Linked DNA regions of Zea mays: region 1 is linked to region 2. Evidence: chromatin contacts called from public Hi-C data. All regions are on one chromosome and are shown on one strand. The core of a region is the stretch at or near the end of the contact, and the rest is flanking DNA. Distances in the headings are between cores, read along the strand shown.

Evidence for each region. Hi-C and Micro-C count contacts between places; a contact is called where the count stands out from the background.
Region 1: a Hi-C map of leaf shows a contact between it and region 2, with 2.0 times the contacts expected there. The contact joins the promoter of LOC103652610 here to the promoter of LOC100286037 in region 2. A contact is called at or near these places in 6 of 25 Hi-C or Micro-C datasets (leaf and an unstated tissue).

What each region holds. Positions count from the first base shown.
Region 1 is chr3:228,013,780-228,016,704 of Zm-B73-REFERENCE-NAM-5.0, reverse strand. LOC103652610 reads right to left here and starts at 1,456. Exons shown (of 35, transcript XM_020550577.2): 1 at 574-1,456; 2 at 24-168. The coding sequence starts at 1,277.
Region 2 is chr3:227,711,647-227,714,483 of Zm-B73-REFERENCE-NAM-5.0, reverse strand. It overlaps LOC100286037 (regulator of telomere elongation helicase 1), which reads left to right and starts at 1,345. Exons shown (of 23, transcript NM_001361377.1): 1 at 1,345-1,552; 2 at 1,690-1,976; 3 at 2,158-2,297; 4 at 2,674-2,755. The coding sequence starts at 1,451.

The sequences.
Region 1 (2,925 bases), core at 207-2,706, 300 kb before region 2:
GAAACAGAGAATTTTGTAATTACCTGAACAAGTTGCACGAGCTCGGGACTAGTAGATTGAAGAGCTGCTCCATATAATTTAGTTATCCTATTCTGCAACTCAGACCATGTTCCACCATAATTGGATGTTTTTGCCCATCCCTTTCTGAGAAGCTCTGCTATGACAACCCTGTAAGGAATCAATTTCAGTAATGTATTGCGTGTACTCAGATTCCAAGTCCAGAGCTGAACTGAGATCAATATGCATAACATAAGAATTAGTTGACCGTTTGCATGCGTTAGCGTTAATCTGAAATCAATTGAAAATGTTTGATCTGAAAACAGGAACTTGAATATGATGGTGCTATCTCCAAACATACAATTGATCACATAATCCTGCTTCACAAAGCGCTAGATGTTACCAGTTTATGTATGTTGCTACTATTGACCGTAAAACAACATTAAATCCTGCCCTTACTATTCCACAAACGATCGACTTGTTTATTAAATGGCTCAGGTTGCAACGCTAGTTAATGTCCCAGGTCAGATGTTGAAATAGTATCAAACAAAGATGTGCAATCCACTAAACCCTTACTTGTACTCATCCTTCTCCAGTCCATGGTCAAGGCAAAGAAACCGAAGATGGCCAGGAGCAGCATCCAGATCACCTTCCGTGACAAGAGTCTTCACGGCATCCAAATGGGCAAGTTGCACGTTCCGCCGCAGCCATAGGAGCACATCCACACCGAAACCCCTGTCCAAGGCGATCTGCCTCGAGACGCCTATGCACAACGCATCAAACACAAAGGCGTTGTCGAGGAACACTTCCCATAGCCCTCTCAGATCCTTCACGGAGGCTTCCTCGGCACTAGCACCTGCGTCCCCTCCGCCTTCGACCTCGAGCTTCAACCTCGTCACCCCCAAATCCAGCAGTTTCGTGAGGATTTCTCTGGCCTCGGCGCCAATGGCGGGGTCGTCAGCGATGGGCTGGAGGAGGACCAGGAACTCTGCCTTCAGGCGCAGCGCCTCGGGATTGGGAGTGGAGGGGAGGGCGGCGAGTTCGAGCACGGCAAGCCAGGCGAGGTGGGATGGGGACGGGCAGGCAGGGGGAGCGGACCAGAGCACGCCCGGGACGCGGCCGCCCGCAGCGGCGACCGCGCGGAGGAAGTCCGCACATAGCACCGGGTCACGGCGGCGGAGGCTGAGGAGCACCGCACGCAGGGGCTCGAACTGCGCGAGAAAGAGGTGGTTCGCTGCCACGCGTGTGAGGAGCGCGGCCTCCCGCTCCGACGCCGCCATGGAGAGGAACGTCGGTGAGCGCCTAGCCAGCTAGTGCGTTGGGGATCACGAGGGGGATAGCGGGCATGGCGATGCCCGCGCGGGATAGGAGCCGCCGTGCTTTCGCGGTGTGGCGAAGTACCGGAGTGTTCGATTGCAGCCTTTGGCTTCCAGGCCTTGCTGCTTGGGTGCGAGCCATTGACAATTTTGGCATTACGAAGACTTCACCGATATAATATTGGACTCATAAATTATAGACACATATGATCAAATTAGTCATAGATACGAGATGACATAATAAAATAAAGCCAAAACTAAGTGTCGGTGTTTTGGACCCGGGGATCCCTGGACCGACGAGTGAGATTGTCGCTGCGTGTCCCTGCCCAGATGGGTTGGCGCGGGATGGAACACAAGATGCGGGGCAAGCATTGTATTATCCTGCACCAGGGGTGCCGCTCGTAGTAGGGGTTACAAGCACGTCGCGAGAGGGAGAGAGGGAGAGAGGGAGCCCATTCGTTCGCTCCTTTCCCCCGCGCGAACCCTCCTTCAGGATGGCCCTGGACCTCCCTTTTATAGACGCAAGGAGAGGGTCCAAACGTACAATGGGGTGTAGCTATGTGCTAACGTGTCCGGCAGAGAAGTGCCTAAACCTTGTGTACATGCCAACGTGGCCGTCGGGGGAGAGCTTGAGCCCTGTACACGTGATAGCGTGGCCGTCGGAGGAGTGCTTGAGTCCTGTAGGAGCACAGCTGGCAGTGCGGCAAGGATCCTGCTGACGTCTCCTTGCTGCCGTAAGGGGCTGAGAGTCACCGGCGTCATGGTGCACGCGGGGCACCATCATTACCCGTCGTCGGGGTAAGCCAGATGGGACGTCGATCTTGTTCTTTGTAGCCTGAGCTGGCTAGGGATAGGGTAATGATGTATCTCCTGTTGGCGCGGTCGGTCCGAGCCCAAGGTCGGGCGAGACGGAGACTTCTCTTGAGGCCGAGGCCGGGTCGGGCGAGGACGCGATTCCTCCCGAGACCGAGGTCGAGGCCGAGTTCGGGGGTCGGGCGAGGCGGAGACCTCCTCCCGAGGCCGGAGCCTGAGGTCGGGCGAGGCGGAGCTTCCTATTGCGCCCGAGGCCGAACTCGGTGGTTGATCGTGACTTGTTGTCAGTCTTCGCCTGGGTGGTTGGCACGGCAGTCGGAGCGGGGCGAGCGGCGCTGTTTTCCCGTCACATCGGACAGTAAAGAAGAGGGGCGAAGTGACTGCGGTCACTTCGGCCTGGCCGACTGAGGCGCGTGTGTCAGGATGCGGCGTCAGGCGTCCCCTGCATTGAATGCGCCTGCGAAGCGGTCGATTGGTGAGGCGGTCTGGCCAAGGTTGCTTCACAACGAAGCCTGCCCGAGTCGGGCTTCGGGAGAGCCGAGGGGGTGCCCGCTGCCTGAGACGGCCCTCGGGCAAGGCGTGAACTCGTCTGGGACTACTGCTCCAGCCCGAGGCTGGGCTTGGGTGAGGTCGCGTCCCTTGGGTAGACGAAGCCTTGACTTGAACCGTGCCCGTCAGTTGGTCTGAGGGTGTTTATCAACCGTGATTAGGAGTGTTGGGGGTACCCCTAATTATGGTACCCGACAGTAGCCCCCGAGCCTCGAAGGGAGTGTTGGTACTCGCTTGAAGGCTTTTGCCG
Region 2 (2,837 bases), core at 96-2,595:
GCTTTTGAGTAGGACGATGTCATTGATTGTGACTCGATGGTTCGTGCATTAGCACGATGAGAGAAACACTCGGGTTTGAACAGGTTCAGGTCGCTTCGAGAGGCGTAATACCCTACATCCTATAGTGGTTTTCTGTATTGAGATGAGTTATAGGTTGTGGCTATGAGAATGATGGGTTGAGGGTGAGATGAAAATGGTAGGGGTGCCTCTTGGCCTTATATACATGACCAGAGAGGGCACCCCCTACAGATGTCGATCACAATCTCCTTGCTTATATCCTGATTTGTAGCGGACAATCTCCTTTATCCTGGGGAAATCTTATGCTCCCGCGTCCGAGTTACCGCCGGTGGTTCAGTCTATCGGGTGGGCGCAACAAACCCAACCTAACATACCCGCGCTCATGCAACACCTAACTCGGATGTGGGCCTTTTTCATATCAAAACTGTTTGCCTCAGCTGGTTTCCTTTATTCGGCCCACCACAAAGACGCCCCAGGAGGGCGCCTGTTGGATGGCCCCGGACGTTTTTTTGTGCTCGTGTGGACCCGGGATATCCATCTCCCACAAACGTAACACCAATTTCTAGGATGCTGATTGATGAAGGAGCAACCGTCATTTTAATGCCTTACTCCATGTATCGAAAGTATAATGTTTTTTTTTGCAAAAGAGACCTCGTGGAAACCAGAAAACTGATGCTTTTACAATAGTAGAAATTCGGAATGCAAAAATTTTATAGGAGACAGACAAAAAATTTACATGAATTAGTCCTATTTCAAGAAAAACAAAAAACGCGTCTTCCAAACACTGCCCTTTTCTTATACCTAATAAAATTTTGAAGAATAAAATGGATGAAACAACTTTGACATTAAAATGATTTTTATTCCAGTAGGGGAAGGATAGGTTGTATAGTTTTGAAGTTTGATAAAGAAAGTGATATAATGCATCGATAGTTATGGTCTTATGGAGATAAAAAAAGAAACCTTTTGGATTTGCAACGTGTCAATCAAGCGGCCCAGCACAACCACATTAGAGTATTAGACACAACGTCTATGGGGTGTTTGGTTGCTCCTGCTAAAGTTTAGCCCGGGTCACATCAAACGTTTGACTTTTAAATAGGAGTATGAAATATAGACCCAACCAACTGAACTAGATTCGTCTCGTCTTTTAATTTTCGGCTGACAAATTAGTTTTATAATCCGACTACATTTAATACCCGGAACGGAGGTTCAAACATTCGATGGGACATGGCTAAATTTTAGCGGGTTGTGCGATACGGCCCAAGTGTGGTTCAGCAACGCCGAAGAAAAATCAGACAAGAAGCCCCTCCGGCCCTCGCCCTCCCTAGTCCCTATTCGCCGCGCCCGCGCCCGCGCCGTCTCGAGGTCCGCCGGTCTCCTTCCGCCGCAAGCTTTGCTCCATTCCACCGCCGCCTCTTCCGCCTCCGTCGGCAAAATGCCGGTCTACAGCATCCGCGGCGTCAACGTCGACTTCCCCTTCGACGCCTACGACTGCCAGATCACCTACATGGACCGCGTCATCGAGTCCCTGCAACAGGTGACCAGAGTTCCCCGCTCCTCCAACCCCGCGTGCTAAACCCTACCCTCACTGCGACGTTCACGTGCCCAAAGTTTTGCTCGGTTTTGAGTTTTGACTGCTTCGCGTTTGCGTTGCCTCGGCGTATCGATGGACAGGGGAAGAACGCGCTGCTGGAGAGTCCTACGGGTACGGGGAAGACACTGTGCCTGCTGTGTGCGTCGCTCGCGTGGCGCCGCACTTTCGGCGAGTTCCTGCGGGTCGGGCGTGGGGGCGGTGGGACTAAGCAGTTGCCCTACGGGAGTCAGCCGTCCGCTAGCCAGCAGTCAGAGGACTCTACGTCTCAGAAGCAGCAGCAGTCGCGGTACCCAGTCATCATCTACGCCTCACGGACCCACAGCCAGCTTCGGCAGGTTATCAAGGAGCTCAAGGCTACCAGCTACAGGTCGGTAACCGAACTTGTACCCCAGTACCTTGTTTTTATTTGAGAGCTGATTGTGCTGAACTGTGCTGTTGAGTAACATCTCATGAATGCTATGGTGCTGAGGGCTGGATATGTCTTCAGTAGCTGCAGTTGCAGATTGACTCATCCCAGAGTCTCTGATGGTTCGGATGGTGTTACACAGGCCGAAGATGGCAGTGCTAGGTTCCCGTGAGCAGATGTGCATCCACGACGAAGTGAGCAAACTCCATGGAAGAGCACAGAACAATGCCTGTCACTTCCTCTGCAAGAAACGACGGTGCCCTCATAATAACCATGTTGCTGGTAATTGCAATAGAATTGTTTTTTGTTTGATAAGTCTTAAAATTGGCCCTGCAGACAAAAATAAACAACAACCTAAAAGGAAAATGCATACACAAATTCTGACCATTATTTATTATTTTATTCTTGCAATTGGTGCCCTCATAATAACCTCGAGCTGCTTTGGTTGATACAAAGTTTTGTATCTCTGAATGCCATGATTTATTATTTTATTCTTGCAAATGGCTCTTCAAGTTGAGGGCCTTCCCTAGTGCCTTAAAAACAACATTGGTTCAATACTGGTTGAATACTTCTGTTTTATCTTACTTTTTCTTTATATTTCAAATAAATTTCTATTATCAATAACACAGATATCACACATGAATGACATTTCCTGCAGAGTTCATAAAAAACAAACCTGAGCTTGGGAATGAGCCTTTTGATATAGAAGATTTGATAAATATTGGGAGGCATAAGGGCCCGTAAGTTTCAAATGTTTTCTCCCTATTTTTTCATTTTTAGAGAAATAGCAAGCATGCCTATAGATTTTTGACCCACAAATGA